4 separate regions of the Mus musculus genome follow, and regions 2, 3 and 4 are each linked to region 1. Evidence: chromatin contacts called from public Hi-C, Micro-C and promoter capture Hi-C data. All regions are on one chromosome and are shown on one strand. Each heading gives the region's core, a stretch centred on a gene start, on an enhancer-like site or on the middle of the called end of the contact. The rest is flanking DNA. Distances are from core to core; before and after follow the strand shown.

Region 1 (3,380 bases), core at 240-2,739:
AGAAACAACAAACAAAAACAAAAAAGCCAAGCAGAGGGGCATCACCGAATCCATGCCACAAGGCAGAGTAGCCAGCCAGGATCTGCAGATGAGGGCCTCCTCTGCATTCGCCCTGGTATACCTGTCCTAGCCCACTAGCAGCAGTTAGCACTCTGCCTCTCACCAAGGATTTGAAAATGTAACTCTACAGGAGGGTCCAGCTGAGGAGTTTAGTTTTTCTACTCTCTTCCCCAGAGATTATTATGCTTACAAATGCTCTGTGCTTTTTAGATAAAAATCACAGAAGAGCAAAAGGAATCTGAATGGACTGTGGCACACTGGTGTGAAGATGTTTAATCATGTTTAAACATGTGGAAGAGATGTTAGAAAAGCAAAAGCAGGATTATGGCTCTTATTAAAAACAGACACTAGCCCGGCATGGTGGCGCACGCCTTTAGTCCCAGCACTCAAGAGGCAGAGGCAGGTAAATTTCTGAGTTCAAGGCCAGCCTGGTCTACAAAGTGAGTTCCAGGACAGCCAGGGCTATACAGAGAAACCCTGTCTCGAAAAACAAAACAAAACAAAACAACACAACACAACAGAAACTGAAGTAAATGTCATGAAAACATTCAGAAATTCAGAGCAATGTATATGCAGAGGACAAGAAGCCAGCACAGCCAGTGAATGTTTACAGGGAAGGAAGGGTGTTTTCTCTAGGGAGCCAGCCAGTAAACATTCTAAGCCATGTGGCTATTTCTCTCTGAAACTGTAATAGGAAATCAATCACAAAGCATCCAGGTATAATGGGCAGGGCAGGGAGAGAGCATGACTCCCACAACAGGAGGCATTTCCAAGTCTAGGACAGCACTGGAAACAGGTCCCGCTGTTTCTCTTCAAAGTCTGAATATAATGACTACATTGCCCATGCCTCGCCAGGCACGCACGGTGCAGCATGCCTTTAATCCCAGTGCTTAGGAGGCATCGACAGGCACATCAGTGTGCTTTCAAAGTCAGACAGCCTAGTCTACACAGTGAATTCCAAGACAGCCAGAGCTAAAGACTGAAATCCTAACTAGGGAAAAAACAAGTAGAAAATGGGGTAAAAAAGCAAAAATTCATAAAAGATCAACCAAAAAACAAACAAGACCCCCACAGTATTACTAAGCAAAGGAGAGAATATTAAACAATAAAAAACAACCTACCAAACAAACAAACAAACAAACAAAAATCAGATACAGAAAACAACTTTTAAAAGTTACAAGTGGCCCAAGAATAGGCATTTCAGAACTAGAACCCAATGTAATTCTGTAATTCAATGTATTCCCAAAATAATGACTTTAGAATTATCCCAAATACCCAGGCAGGAGTTAGGAGTACAGTGAAAGAGGCAGATAACTAGCTGCTCACCACACAGGGGGCCAACCTGGGAAAGGAGAGAAGGAGGCTTGTGCTCCAGCCTTTCTGCCCACACCCAGCTACAGAGGAGAAACTCTGTGTATGACTCAGCAGAAAACTTGTGACGCCTTTACTGACTGTGAGGACTCCAAGCTACTCATAGTTCCATACAACTGCCTGTAGGCAGTAAATAAAAACAAGCCAAGGGTGTAGTGGCATATGCCATTTAGTCCCAGTACCTGGGCAGCTGAGGCATGGGGATCTCTATGAGTTTAGGGCAGCCTGATCTACATAGTTCCAGGACAGCCAGGGCTACAAAGTAAGACATACACACACACAAAGCCAGGTATCTTGGCACATGTGTTTAATCACAATACTATAAAGACAGAGGCAGCTGTGAGTTTGAGGTGCCTGGGCTACACAGTGTTGCAGGCCAGTCATGGATTTATAGAGAGATCCTGTCTCACATCAATAAGTAAGTAAACAAACAAACTCTAATGTAAATTTCCCTACTCCTAGCCATCAGCCATCTGATGCCACATAAATGCCAAATACCATTGTGCAGCAACTCTGCTGAACACTAAAACAACTCCTCTGCCTTAAGAGCTCCAAGTGGCTGACTTTTAACTTCATATACTCTGAAATTTTTCACTACTGCCTACAATTTAATATCATCTATAATATGAAAAGTAATATGAATACAAAATTGCATTTTAGACTGTAGCTTAAATTTAAAAGACAACAAAACTTTATTCAGATGTTATTTTTTTTAAAGTGAAAGCAAAGTATTTTGTTCACACACATCTCTCAAATAAAATCTTTATATTTATTTATTTATTAAAGATTTATTTATTACATGTAAGAATACTGCAGTTGTCTTCTGACACTCCAGAAGAGGGAGTCAGATCTCATTACAGATGGTTGTGAGCCACCATGTGGTTGCTGGGATTTGAACTCTGGACCTTTGGAAGAGCAGTCAGGTGCTCTTACCCACTGAGCCATCTCACCAGCCCTCAAATAAAATCTTACAAGTTCCTATGTGGTGGGCTGGGAAGTACCTAAGCTGATGACGTACTTATTTATCAGCAATGCTCAAACCCAACACCACAAAAAAAGATAACACATGCCTTTTTTTTTTTTTTTTTTTTTTTTTTTGAGTCAGACTTTCTCTGTATAGCCCTGGCTGTCCTGAAACTCACTTTGTGGACCAGGCTGGCCTCGAACTCAGAAATCCACCTGCCTCCCAAGTGCTGGGATAAAAGGCATGTGTCACCACGCCCGGCTAACACAAGCCTCTTATCCCAACAGCAGGCACGGGAAGGAGTGGTTCAGAGTCATCCTGACCACGTAGACTACATGATATCCTATGTCCACCTCCCTCCCACCCCCAGAAAAGTTCAGACACCTTCTGATGAAGTCACACAATCACATAATTCTTTTTCACCAAAAAAAGAAATGTATTCCAAGGTTTGGAATCAATGTGAAAATGTTATGCACCTTAATTTTTGTCTTTTGAATTCTTTGCGTCAAGATACTTTTTTAATAAGCAAAAAGATAACTACAATTGCCTTTGTTCAGGCTGTTGCATGGTTTGTTTTCTATTACTCAAACAAGGAAAATGCTACAGCAGTGATTATAGCCCAGGCCTATAATCCCAGCGCAAGGACGGAGGAGTTCCAGGCCACACTAGACTCCACAGTAAGGCCCTGTCTGGAAACAAAGGACAAGGTAGGGAGGGAAGAACTGGCCAGCTCATGATAGTGCACGCCTACACTCTCAGCACGTCAAGGACTGGTGCAGGAGGGTCAAGGGTGGAAAGCCAGCCTTGGCTGTACTGCAAGCAAGTTCCAGGCTAGCCCAAGGTCTATGAGTACCTATCTGCAGAAACAGACAAAAGGGCATAGTATTCAACCTTCTATGGAAATACTCTGCTAGCGGGTCCTAGATAGTAGCAAATTTGCAATATCCAGCTCGAGAGTATGATACCTTCTTCACATCAGCTATCC
Region 2 (3,380 bases), core at 430-2,929, 250 kb after region 1:
TCTCTGTTGTCACTTTGGGGACAACTTCAAAACCAGGTTCCTATATATACTATGGTCACTTTATTTATTTGTGTAGGTGTGTGCACATGTATGTGTGTATATGAGCATATATGCATACATACTATGGCATGTATGTGGTGGTGGTTTGGCAACTTGCAGGAGTCAGGCCTCTAATTCTACTATGTGAGTCTGTTTGGTTTGAATGAGCATGGCCACCGTACATTCATATATGTGAATACTTGATCCCTAATTGGTGGAACTGTTTGGGAAGATTGAGGAGGTGTGGCCTTGCTGGAGGAGGTGTGTCACTGGGGGTCAACTTTGAGATCACCAGGCCCAGTCAGCTTTCTTCCTGCCTCTGTTTATGGATCAGAAGGGATGGTAGCAGCCTTAACTTCTGGTCAATAGCTGACTACTGAGTGGAGTTGGCTGGTGGGTTTTGCTGTATGGAGTTTCCCCTCGGTCTCTGAGTGTTCGTTACCTTTGAATTTTCTTTCTTTCCCTTGCTCTGTTAGGCAGGACATGCCTTCTCCTTTAACCGATTAAAGTGGTAAATCTGTATTTATTAAATTTCTAATATTTCTCCAGTTCAGGATTCTGGAGAGGGAGACAGCTTGGTCATGTGTTATCTTTCTGCGTGAACTGTCTTATACAAGGCTTTCCTTCTCTCTAGGGAGTGGTAACTGGCTGTTTGTTTTTTTTCTGTCTCGTTATTAGTTTGTCAGGCTTTGTTAAAAGTTATGGTGGCCTCATAAAACGAGTAGGGCAGGCTTCCTTATTTTCCTTTTCTGGACTAGTTTGGATCAGATCGGAATCACTTGTTTTCTAAGTGTTTAGTAGAGCATATCAAAAAACTGGCTGGACCTGAGCAGCCTGTGTGGAGTTTTTAGGGTCAGTGACATTCATTTCCTTGAATAGTTTTTAGAATATTCAGTCTTTACTTCTTCCTGGGTCAGTTTTGATCAGAAGCAGTTTTAGGGCATTTTGTCTATTCCCTTTAAAGTTTACAAACCTGTTGTTGTTGTGTAGTTGTTCCCAACATCATTCTTTAATCTTGTAAACATTTGTAATGTGAGCAGCTATGGTCTTTCTTTTCCTCTTTGAAAGAGAGGGTCTTTGTGTAGCCCTGGCTGGCCCGGAACTTGCAGAGATCCACTTGTCTCTTCCTCCCAAATGCTGGGATGACTTAATCCCTTGGTGTGTGCCACTATGTCTCCCTCTCTCGTATTTTTAAAAAATATTTATTTTATGTATATGAGTATACCATAGCTGTCTTCAGACACACCAGAAGAGGGCATCAGTTCCTATTACAGATGGTTGTGAGCCACCATGTGGTTGCTGGGAATTGAACTCAGGACCTCTGGAAGAGCAGTCAGTGCTCTTAACCACTGAGCCATCTCTCCAGCCCCCCTCTCTTGTATTTTTAATACTATTTTCCCCCCTTTCCCCCTTGCTCAGTCTTGCAGGAAGTTTCACTTCGTCACCGGTGCACGGGATTCATCTTCGAGCCTCTCCGATAGCCTCGGTGATGGTCGGTTTTGAGTTGGTGTCTGTATCTGGTCCCCCAGCTTTCTTTGAGCACATTCCATTCCTCCACTTCTTCCTCTGAGTGCATAGCCCCTTCTGTCGTTGTCAGCCTCCCCAGCTGGAATCAGCATTTGTTCTGTGGTAGCCTGTGTCAGAGCCTCCCGCAGACATTCAGGACGACTGCCAGACCCTGCTTGCCCTGCCTCCCCTTGGTGTCCAGGAAGGACTGAACTTCGGGGGCTCCCCACGGGAAGCTCCTGCTGTTTGTGGTTGAAATGAGGATGTGAATGAACTTGGAGCGAGTCAGTCAGGCACAAGGCCAGTCCAGTCCAGAGAAGACTGACTGCTGCGAGGCTCAGAAGTGTTCCCTAATGTACAGGTGTATAGAAACTAGAGATGAGAAAGCAGGGGTAAGCGCGGGGGTGGGGGATGAGATGGCTGTCATCTCACTACTTAGCAGTAGCCACTAGAGAGAGTGCGAGTACACATCTGTGGGCGTTGCTTTCTCTGTTGAAAAAGGCCCAAGTTACAAAGGCCGATTTATGGCACTTTCTCCCCTGAATGTCATATTGTGAACAGCTTTTTTTTTTTTTTAAATGTCAATAAGTATGAAAGAATGAAGGTTTTAAGGTCACCTTTTATTTCTACATAAGTTTTTTTTTTTTTTTTTTTTTTTTTTTTTTTTTTTTTTTTTTTTTTTGCGGACCCGTCTGCACACTGATAACTTATTCACAGAGTCTAGGTTTTCCTGTCCACCAAATGTTTCTGGCTTCCCCCAGGAAGCACACAAATTGAACTCGGATGTGAATGATTCCTGCCTTTGGGTTATTTTATGACGGAGTGGAAAGAGGAACATCGAGCTTGGCCCCAGGGTGGTGAGGTGGGTCCCGATATTGGTCTCTTATTGGACGTGTAACTTTCTGATCACAATTCGTGAACTGGAACCCGTGCGGGTTGGCCAGGCTTGTTTCCAGTCAGGTAGAGGAGACATCACAGGCCAGAAAGGCTTCTGTGTACAGCACCCCGACCACAATACTGTATCAAACCTAGGACCTCAAGCATTCTGGCCACGCCCTCTGCTGCTGAGCTCCGCCCCCAGCTCAACAGCCTTCACCTTTTCTATTTCTTACTGCTGGGATGCTTTGGTTTGGGAAAAAACGACTGCACGGAGCGCAGAGAGCCCTGGAGTTTTGGAATGGTTCCAGATTTTGGGAGGCGTTTGGATTTCATGTGTGTTTTGAGCTTGGTTGGCTCAGCGCACAGTTGCAGTCAGCGTTTTGGGTCTATGCAAACCCCTAGTTTATCACGGGAGACTTTTGTTCCCTCGAGGCATCTCTGGAGGACAAGCACACATGAGCTTTCCTGCTTGTATGGCAGGCAGCCTGGCAGCTGTGTTGAGTGCAGCCCAAGGTACCCAGCTGCTGGAAAAAGCAACCAAGACACCCAGCTGCTGCTGCCCCTGCCAGCCCCACATCCTGCTGAGATGTGTGTGCAAACAGTGTGGCCCTTCCAGGGTGTGGACTGGCTTTCTCAGCAGGCTTGTTTGCCCCTCTTTTGTGGCTAGAGCTTCCTGTAGGAATATTAGACACCAATGGCATCAACATGGCATAGGAGACTGTGCCTACTTTAATCTCTTGAACAGTCAGGCCGATGTAGAGTCGGTTTGAAGTGGAAGCAGAGCTGACCCCCTCATCTGAGGTTGAGGTCTGGACTCTGAGTGCTCCTCAATTGAAGGTTACATAGCTTTCCGGTGGCAATAGCTTATGGCTGCTTTTCCTTGCTAAGGAGCTTGGGATGGGTAGGTTCAGGGGGCTCCTCTGCCGGCCTCATGTTCCCCAGGGTTTAGCTTTGCT
Region 3 (3,380 bases), core at 403-2,902, 220 kb after region 1:
CATCCTGGTTGAGAGGCTTTAAGTTGGGAACACTTTCCCTCTACTATACAGAACTTTCCTCTAACTAACAAATTTCAAGGCTGTGACATCTGAAGCTTGGGGAATTATGGACGTCACACCTAGATCTTTAGGGAATTTTCTGTGTATATTCTGATACGAAAACAAGACTTCTCCATCAATGTAGTTCAGAGCTGGAATACTTTAACCATAGGATTTTTCTTTTCCTTTTTCTTCTTTTGGGTCTGGATCTTACCATGCAGTTCTGGCTATCTGGGAACTCACTATGTAGACCAGGATGGCATCAGACTCATAGACATCTGTCTACCTCTGCCTCCTCAATGCTGGGATTAACGATGTGCTCTGTCTAGCAGATGATCTTTCTCTCTCATCCCTGTAGCATGCTTGAAAACACTTGATACACAAAGTGCTTGGTGGGCAATGACTTCTGGGAATCTCAATATTGCTCACCCCACCCCCACCCCCAGTGTATATGGCAGACAGCTGTTAGGTGGCCCTGATGCTCCCGCTTCCTGTTATTTACGTCATTGTGACGCCTTCTTTCCTGAATTGTGAACAAAGAGTGGTGGTATGCATCTAATGAACCGATTCAGGAGAAAGTGTGGGGGTGTCACATCTGTAATTAAGTTTTACAGAACTGTCTTCTGTCCGGCTCCCTGAATTTATTGCTAACTGGGCTTGAACACGTTGAAGATGCAAAACGCTCTGTTGGAAATTCTCACCGTTAGAACTTAGGGCAGCTTCTGACAGACAGAGATGGGGAATGGAGGTTCGGGGCTAGCAGTTTGTGAAGCGCTGAATCAGTCAGGGAAAGCCAGTTGAGCTCGGGGACAGATCAGCTCCCATGTGAACCTTTTGAGGAGATCTGGGGGAGGGGGTATTAGTTTGATCTTAAACTTAACAAGATACCTTAAAACAGGACAACCCAGATAATGGGGATTGTGGTGACCTACTAGGTTTTGGGATAATTTGTTATGGAAGCTTGGTTATGTAACTATAGACAATGAATGCATCGTTATATTTGTCTGTTTCTCTAGCAGGACCAGAAATGAGCTGATCAAAGTCTCTTGGTCCTTGTTCTGTATGTTTAGATATTTACTGATCATTGGGGAGCACCTTCCAGATCATCCAAGGTTCTGTAACGGTTGCTCCAGGAACCCACTCAGCACTGTATCAATTCCTGGACTCCCAAGAGAATAGTCTTTCCCCACCCCAACATTACTTAGTTTATATACCAGAGACAGAACCACAATAAATTACTCCTTGGAGTTTGAAATTTAAGTCTGGTCTGGAGAAGGAGAGATTACTTCCAAAGGTTCACCAGCTGAAGTGCAAAGGGCTTGCAAACTCTAGGTGGGAAATCTGGGTTGCTGTGAGCTGACTCCCTGCGTGCTAAATCAACAAACCAGGGCAAAAGAATACCTGTTTCCAGAGAGGGCTGCCATACTGAAAGAAATAAATCGCGTGAACAGTTCATCATTCTGCCTGCCCGGAGCAGAGTGAGCCAAGCAGTTAGGATTCCTCCATGGGGTCTTAGGTCCTGATCGGGTTGGGCTACCCAGGGGCGGAGCGCAGCGGGGACCCAGCCGAGGTCTGCCCCGCCCACGCGGGGCCGAAGCCCGTCGAATGACTCTGTGCAACGTGTTGGTGGCTGCAGCGGCGGCGCGGGTTCTTCCGGGCTCTGCAGCTTCCTGCCGAGCATCGCGCAGCCGCCTCGGCAGCCGGAGACCCCGGCGCAGGCCTCCCGGGTGCCAGCCTCTGGGGCTCAGGCCTCCGGGGTGCAAGCCTCCGGGACGCAGACCTCCGCACCGTGCGTGCGCATAGTGCACCATGAGCGCCCTGCCACCCCAACCGCCGCCACCGCTGCTGCTGCTGCTGCTCGCGCTCCTGGCCGCGCCCGCCGCCCTCGCTCGCAGAGCCGAGTCCGCTTCGGCCTCCCAGCCCGAAGCAGAACACCAGCCTCCGCCCGGTCCCGGGAATGCTACCCAGCTGGGATCCGGCATGGCGGGCGGGGGAAGCTCCAACAGCAGCGTCGACGCGGTGGTGACCCGCATCTCCAGTCTGCTTCGTGACCTGCCTACCCTGAAGGCGACGGTGATCGTGGCATGTGCCTTCAGCGCGCTGCTCATCGCCTGTCTGCTGCTGCGCGTCTTCAGGTGGGTCGCGTCGCCCAACTCCTTGCCCTGCTGGCTCCATGGGCGGCGTCACCATGCTGCTGCTGCCGCTGATGCCACCGCGCGTCCTCCCCACCTGCGCGCACAGGTGCTCGCTCTCGGCGCGCTCTCGCCAGGCGCGCACTTTTCTGCTCTCTGCCTGGGTGGGATCCGGAGGGCGGGCGCGTGCATTTGGTTCTTCCAGGGCACATCTCAGGAACCGTTTCCCCCTTTAAGGCTGTTTGGTGTGTTCCAAGTCCTAGATTCTATTGCTTTCCTCTGTTCACGTTTAACACCAACTTTGAGTTCCGACCACCTTCCGTGGAATGTATTTTTATGCCCACCTCACAGACAAGGAAACATTCAAAGAGAGTTGGCTTACACAGGTACTCAGCGCTTGAGGGACAATTTGGACTAGGGTTCTCCTATCAAGAACTTTGCCCCTTTCCCCCTTTGGCAGCTCTCCTCTGTTTTACCAGCTCTTCGCCCTCTTTCACCTACAGAAAGCAGAAGCAGGGAGCGAGGGATGCCAGAGGAACCTGGGGACACTTGCTTCACACACCTGATGTTGGTTACAGGTTTCAGGAGGTTTGGTGACCCATGATAGCTTTGGTGACGGCCCTCATTGTTCACTTGGAGTCAGCGAACGCCCAGAACGGCTCTGAGCTTGGAGGTTTGCAGCATTTAGCTCAAAATAGTCCCAGCCCACACAGCTGTGTACTTTTAAAAGAAGGCATTTGAAGTATTTTGCCAGTCTGCTCCTTATTACCCAAGAGTGGGGGAGAAGACAAAGCACATGTGGCCAGATGTGAGGGGACAAAGTAGGAGATGTGGCACTCAGGCCCGGAAGGGAGAGTCCTTGGCTTGGGTGTGGAAGGAAGGAAGGAGACCACTTAATGAGATAAACTGCTTCTGGGCATGATCTGTACCCTCTTCCTGGAAGACAAGCTTGTTAGTTGAGTTTCTTAGGTAGACAGCTGCCAATCTAGATTCTGATTTAGATAGGATGTGGAGCACTTTACAGCAGGGACTATTCCCCTAGTGTTCCTTTGTCCATGTTGAACAAGTAAGTATTGTTGGATTCTGTGTGGCTAAAGGTGGGGTGGTGCACCTCGACTCTGCTGCCTGGTGGTCTGTTCTGTGGCTGTTGTCCCTGGTCATGCTCCCCCCGTGGACTTGATTAACTAGCCCCAGCATGTCTGGGCTGCT
Region 4 (3,380 bases), core at 373-2,872, 140 kb after region 1:
TTGTTTAGCTTCCCTCTCTCTTCCCCATAGTTAAGAGAGTCTCAGAAGGAACACTGGGCTCTGAAACAGTGTTGGAAGTATGGGGACGCTGTTTTGCAAGGAATCTCTAGGAGGTGGAGCCTCGCTGGAGGAAATGCTTTGATGGAGAGTAGGTCTTTACGTTCATGGCTGTTCTACTTCCTGTCCCATTTCTGCTTCCTGGTCCGCTGGGATGTGATCAAGTCCTGCCATGTGCTCTCACCACTATGGGGCCACCAGCCACCATCCCTTTCCTTTAGTGATGGTTATATCCTTTTAAACTATAAGCCAAAATAAACCCGTACTAGTCAAATTAGTAAGCGGCAGAGGAAGCTGGGAGTGGTAATGCCTGCTTGCAATCCCAGCATGCAGGAGGCTAAGGCACGGCTGGGAGAATAGCTTGGCCTATGTGTAGGAAGGCTGCAGCTCGGCAGTAAAGCACCTTCCTGACGAATTTAAGGTCCTGAGTTTGATTCCCAGTACTACAAACAAAGGCAACAAAACCCGATGGTCCTATGCCCATGTTCTTCATCATAGTTAAACAACCAAACTTGGGATTTTCTTCGTAACACCATGGCAAGAGGCTGAGGGTGGGCTCTAGTGAACACCCCGAGGGTGAGCTCGGAAGCCGCTGGTTTTTCAGTTCAGGTCCTGACCCTGGCTGACACCTTAATTCTAGCCTTCTGAGAGAGCCTGAGGCAGGATCTAGCTAAGCTAGGCCCAGTGTGTTAGTCAGCTTTCTGTTGCTGTGACAAAAATCCTCTAGGTAAATAACTTCAGAGGATAAAAGGTCAGTTTTGGTTTGGTTTCTGGTTTCAGTCGACAGTTGCTTGACCCAGTTGCTTTGGGCCCTGGGCAGCGGAGTATATCATGGTAAGAGCATACAATGGAGGTGTGTGCTCACCTCATGACAGTCAGGAAGCAAAGACACAGGATGGCTTGGGTCCCCATATCTCCTTTAATGACATGTGCTCCTGACCTGTCTTCTTTACATGTCCCCATCTTGTTCCACCATCTCCCAACAGCCTGGCTTTTCACTTGTCTTCTTGAATGCTGTACAACCTGAGTCAAGTTCCATGCGGTAGGAACTGGTGTTTCTCACTGCCATTTGTTCCTGCTCCTCTCTTTTTCTTGGGAACACCAAGGGGTTATGTCCCAATTCCTTGCGTGTGGATGTTAATTGTTGGGCTCTGAGCAGAAATTCGACTGGTCCCTTAAGGCTGAGGCGAGAATGAGCTGTGGGCTTTCTCACTTTATCTAAACCTGTCCCTGGAAGGGGAGGGTGATGGGGCTGACACAGTTGGAGAAGGTAACAGAGTTGCAGTGTGGAGAGAACTTGGCTCTCTATATAACTGACCACTAGAGGGAGTCCTCCCCACTTACTGGACAAGGCTGCGGAAAGGCAACCCTGTTGTCACTTGTTAAACTGTGAGATTTTTTTTTTCCTTTTAGTAGCAATTCTCTATTCTGACAAACTTGATATCCAACCCCTCTGAATCGTGGCTATTTTTGGCTGCTTGGTCAGTTAAACGGATTAACTTGGTGTATAGTGCTGGTGTGCGGTCCAGGGATGCCAGCTGCTGTCTGTGAGCTCCGGAGAGGATGCAGATTTTTGCCAGCAATGTCAGGACTCACATTCTCACAGCATCACCAGAAGGTGCCAGCGTGCCGACCACCTGATTGGGCCAGCCTCTGTCCTAAGGATACTTGATGTGGCGTATCAAGACCAGTGATGAGACCACTCTTGAGACCAGTGATGAGTGCAGTGTTAGTCCCAGTGAGGATCGTAGCAGCTGAGGCCATGACGAGTTACAGACACAGCAAAGGGCAGACTATAGACTCCCAGTGCTTCAGCCTCAAGACAAGCTCCATGAGTTTTTGGAAAAAGTGACAGAGAAAAAAATTATGTCTCTCTACAACGTCCATCTACTTTCTTTCTCTCTGGGGAAGCGTTGCTTTTCCTCTTCAGCTTTCTCTCCACGACAGAAGGATCTGCCTGCATAAATTAATCTTTCGGCTTATGCTTGGCTCCAGATGTGGAAGGACGGTCTTCCTTCTTTCTCTGTTCCAGGGTCCCATGTGTGTGTTTTGTTTGAATCCTGTGGGCTCTGTGTGAAGCTGTGCAGAGGGAAATTGGTTTGGGAACCCAGCCCATGTCCCAGTCTTTCCCAGCTCCCCTCAGCACTGGGTCTCTTGAGGCCACAGGGACACTTTAAAGCTCTTACCATTTCAAAGACAGTACAAACTGTGGTGGGATTATAACTCTGAAAGTGGCCTTTTCCCTTTTTCCCGTGGAGTGTTCCAGAAGCACCTTCCATTTCTTTATTTCTTTGTGGAGCAGAGGAAGATTTTGTTTGCAATCCCACAAGAATCAGAAAAGTTTCAACTTTTGGGTGTTTTTATTCAAATCCAGATACATCGGGGCTGGAGAAATCCATCTGCCTCTAGCCTTATTTTTTTTTCCAATTTCTATGGCTTCTTTGGGAATTTTACATTATGCACCCTGATCAAATTCATTCCTCAGAATTTCCATGTCCTTCCCTGCACCATTGTGGCCTCCCCCAACCCCCAAAATAAGATAAAAATTGGACCCATGTCCAATTTGAGTCATTTGACCACTGGAGCATGGTCAAACTCTCCACGGCCTGCCACTTAAATAGAACCGAGTCTTCCTGTTTCCGCAGAAGACGTCGCTTGTGGGGAGCTACACTTGAGCATCCTATCACACCTTTTAAGAGTTCTCTTTCTGTTTAGGTTCACACTCTTTTTTGAGATCGGATTAGGAGGTGTTTAGCCTCCTCAGCATCCTGGCTTAGTCTTCCAAGTGCCCAGATTACACACTCAGTTTAGAGGGTGAAATATGTTCAACAATGTAACTTTTTTTGGTTGTTATTTAAAAACAATGTGATTAGACAGAAACAGCCCTATCTTTGGGGTTTCGGAAACTGACAGAAGATGGCGCCAGAGAGCCGATGTGGAGATGGATGGGGTCCTGAGCTGAGAAAGTCCCTGAAAACAAGTGGCCCAGGAGCATCTTAGCATCCTGGTATGTCTCTCTCTCTCTCTCTCTCTCTCTCTCTCTCTCTCTCTCTCTCTCTCTCTCTCTCTCTCTCTCTGTGTGTGTGTGTATAAAAGCCATCATTGCCCAGGACCATCTTAGCATCCTGGTGTGTGTGTATATGTGTGTGTGTGTGTGTGTGTGTGTGTGTGTGTGTAAAAGCCATCATTGCCCATTCTCCCAGGCTCACTGTATCACAAGACTTGGAATAAGCTTCCCACAGACTTTGCCATCCTCAGAATAGCACCTATGCTGGGCACGGGCTGCACACCCATCAGTGTGCACTTGCTGGTTGAGATAGGGA

The links. Promoter capture Hi-C pulls out the DNA fragments that hold promoters and counts their contacts. A called contact is a pair of places that touch in the nucleus more often than the background predicts.
Region 2: a contact with region 1 is called in a Micro-C map of the G1E-ER4 cell line. The contact joins two enhancer-like sites. A contact is called at or near these places in 2 of 484 Hi-C or Micro-C datasets (both in the G1E-ER4 cell line) and 1 of 9 other capture datasets (adipose tissue).
Region 3: a contact with region 1 is called in a promoter capture Hi-C map of stem cell-derived epiblast-like cells, with 5 times the contacts expected there. The contact joins the promoter of Fam174b here to the enhancer-like site in region 1. A contact is called at or near these places in 4 of 39 promoter capture datasets (embryonic stem cells, liver and stem cell-derived epiblast-like cells), 5 of 484 Hi-C or Micro-C datasets (cardiomyocytes, cerebral cortex, embryonic stem cells and 2 more), 1 of 115 datasets of contacts at active chromatin or transcription factors (astrocytes) and 1 of 9 other capture datasets (pancreatic islet).
Region 4: a contact with region 1 is called in a Hi-C map of rod photoreceptor, with 6 times the contacts expected there. The contact joins two enhancer-like sites. A contact is called at or near these places in 8 of 39 promoter capture datasets (3T3-L1-derived adipocytes, embryonic stem cells, frontonasal cranial neural crest and 4 more), 2 of 15 datasets of contacts at CTCF or cohesin (embryonic stem cells and pro-B cells), 6 of 484 Hi-C or Micro-C datasets (Sertoli cells, embryonic stem cells, palatal mesenchyme and 2 more), 6 of 115 datasets of contacts at active chromatin or transcription factors (CD8 T cells, the HPC-7 cell line, embryonic basal ganglia and 3 more) and 3 of 9 other capture datasets (adipose tissue, liver and pancreatic islet).

Annotation. Positions count from the first base shown.
Region 1 is chr7:73,516,117-73,519,496 of GRCm38.p6, forward strand. It overlaps Chd2 (chromodomain helicase DNA binding protein 2), which reads right to left. Exons shown (of 39, transcript NM_001081345.2): 3 at 3,361-3,380. Among named protein-coding and RNA genes, the nearest start is that of Chd2, 24 kb to the right of the region's middle. Within about 2 kb of position 1,490, at least 150 of the 459 cell types and tissues checked have an H3K27ac peak or open chromatin away from gene starts, as enhancers often do. A contact at or near this core is called in the G1E-ER4 cell line, astrocytes, cardiomyocytes and 5 more, where this site is marked.
Region 2 is chr7:73,769,817-73,773,196 of GRCm38.p6, forward strand. The region is part of intron 2 of Fam174b (family with sequence similarity 174, member B); the gene reads left to right. Among named protein-coding and RNA genes, the nearest start is that of Gm30236, 9.0 kb to the right of the region's middle. Within about 2 kb of position 1,680, at least 27 of the 459 cell types and tissues checked have an H3K27ac peak or open chromatin away from gene starts, as enhancers often do. A contact at or near this core is called in the G1E-ER4 cell line, where this site is marked.
Region 3 is chr7:73,738,655-73,742,034 of GRCm38.p6, forward strand. Fam174b (family with sequence similarity 174, member B) reads left to right here and starts at 1,653. Exons shown (of 3, transcript NM_001162532.1): 1 at 1,653-2,174. The coding sequence starts at 1,849.
Region 4 is chr7:73,653,004-73,656,383 of GRCm38.p6, forward strand. No RefSeq gene overlaps it. Among named protein-coding and RNA genes, the nearest start is that of Gm26176, 8.6 kb to the left of the region's middle. Within about 2 kb of position 1,623, at least 7 of the 459 cell types and tissues checked have an H3K27ac peak or open chromatin away from gene starts, as enhancers often do. A contact at or near this core is called in rod photoreceptor, where this site is marked.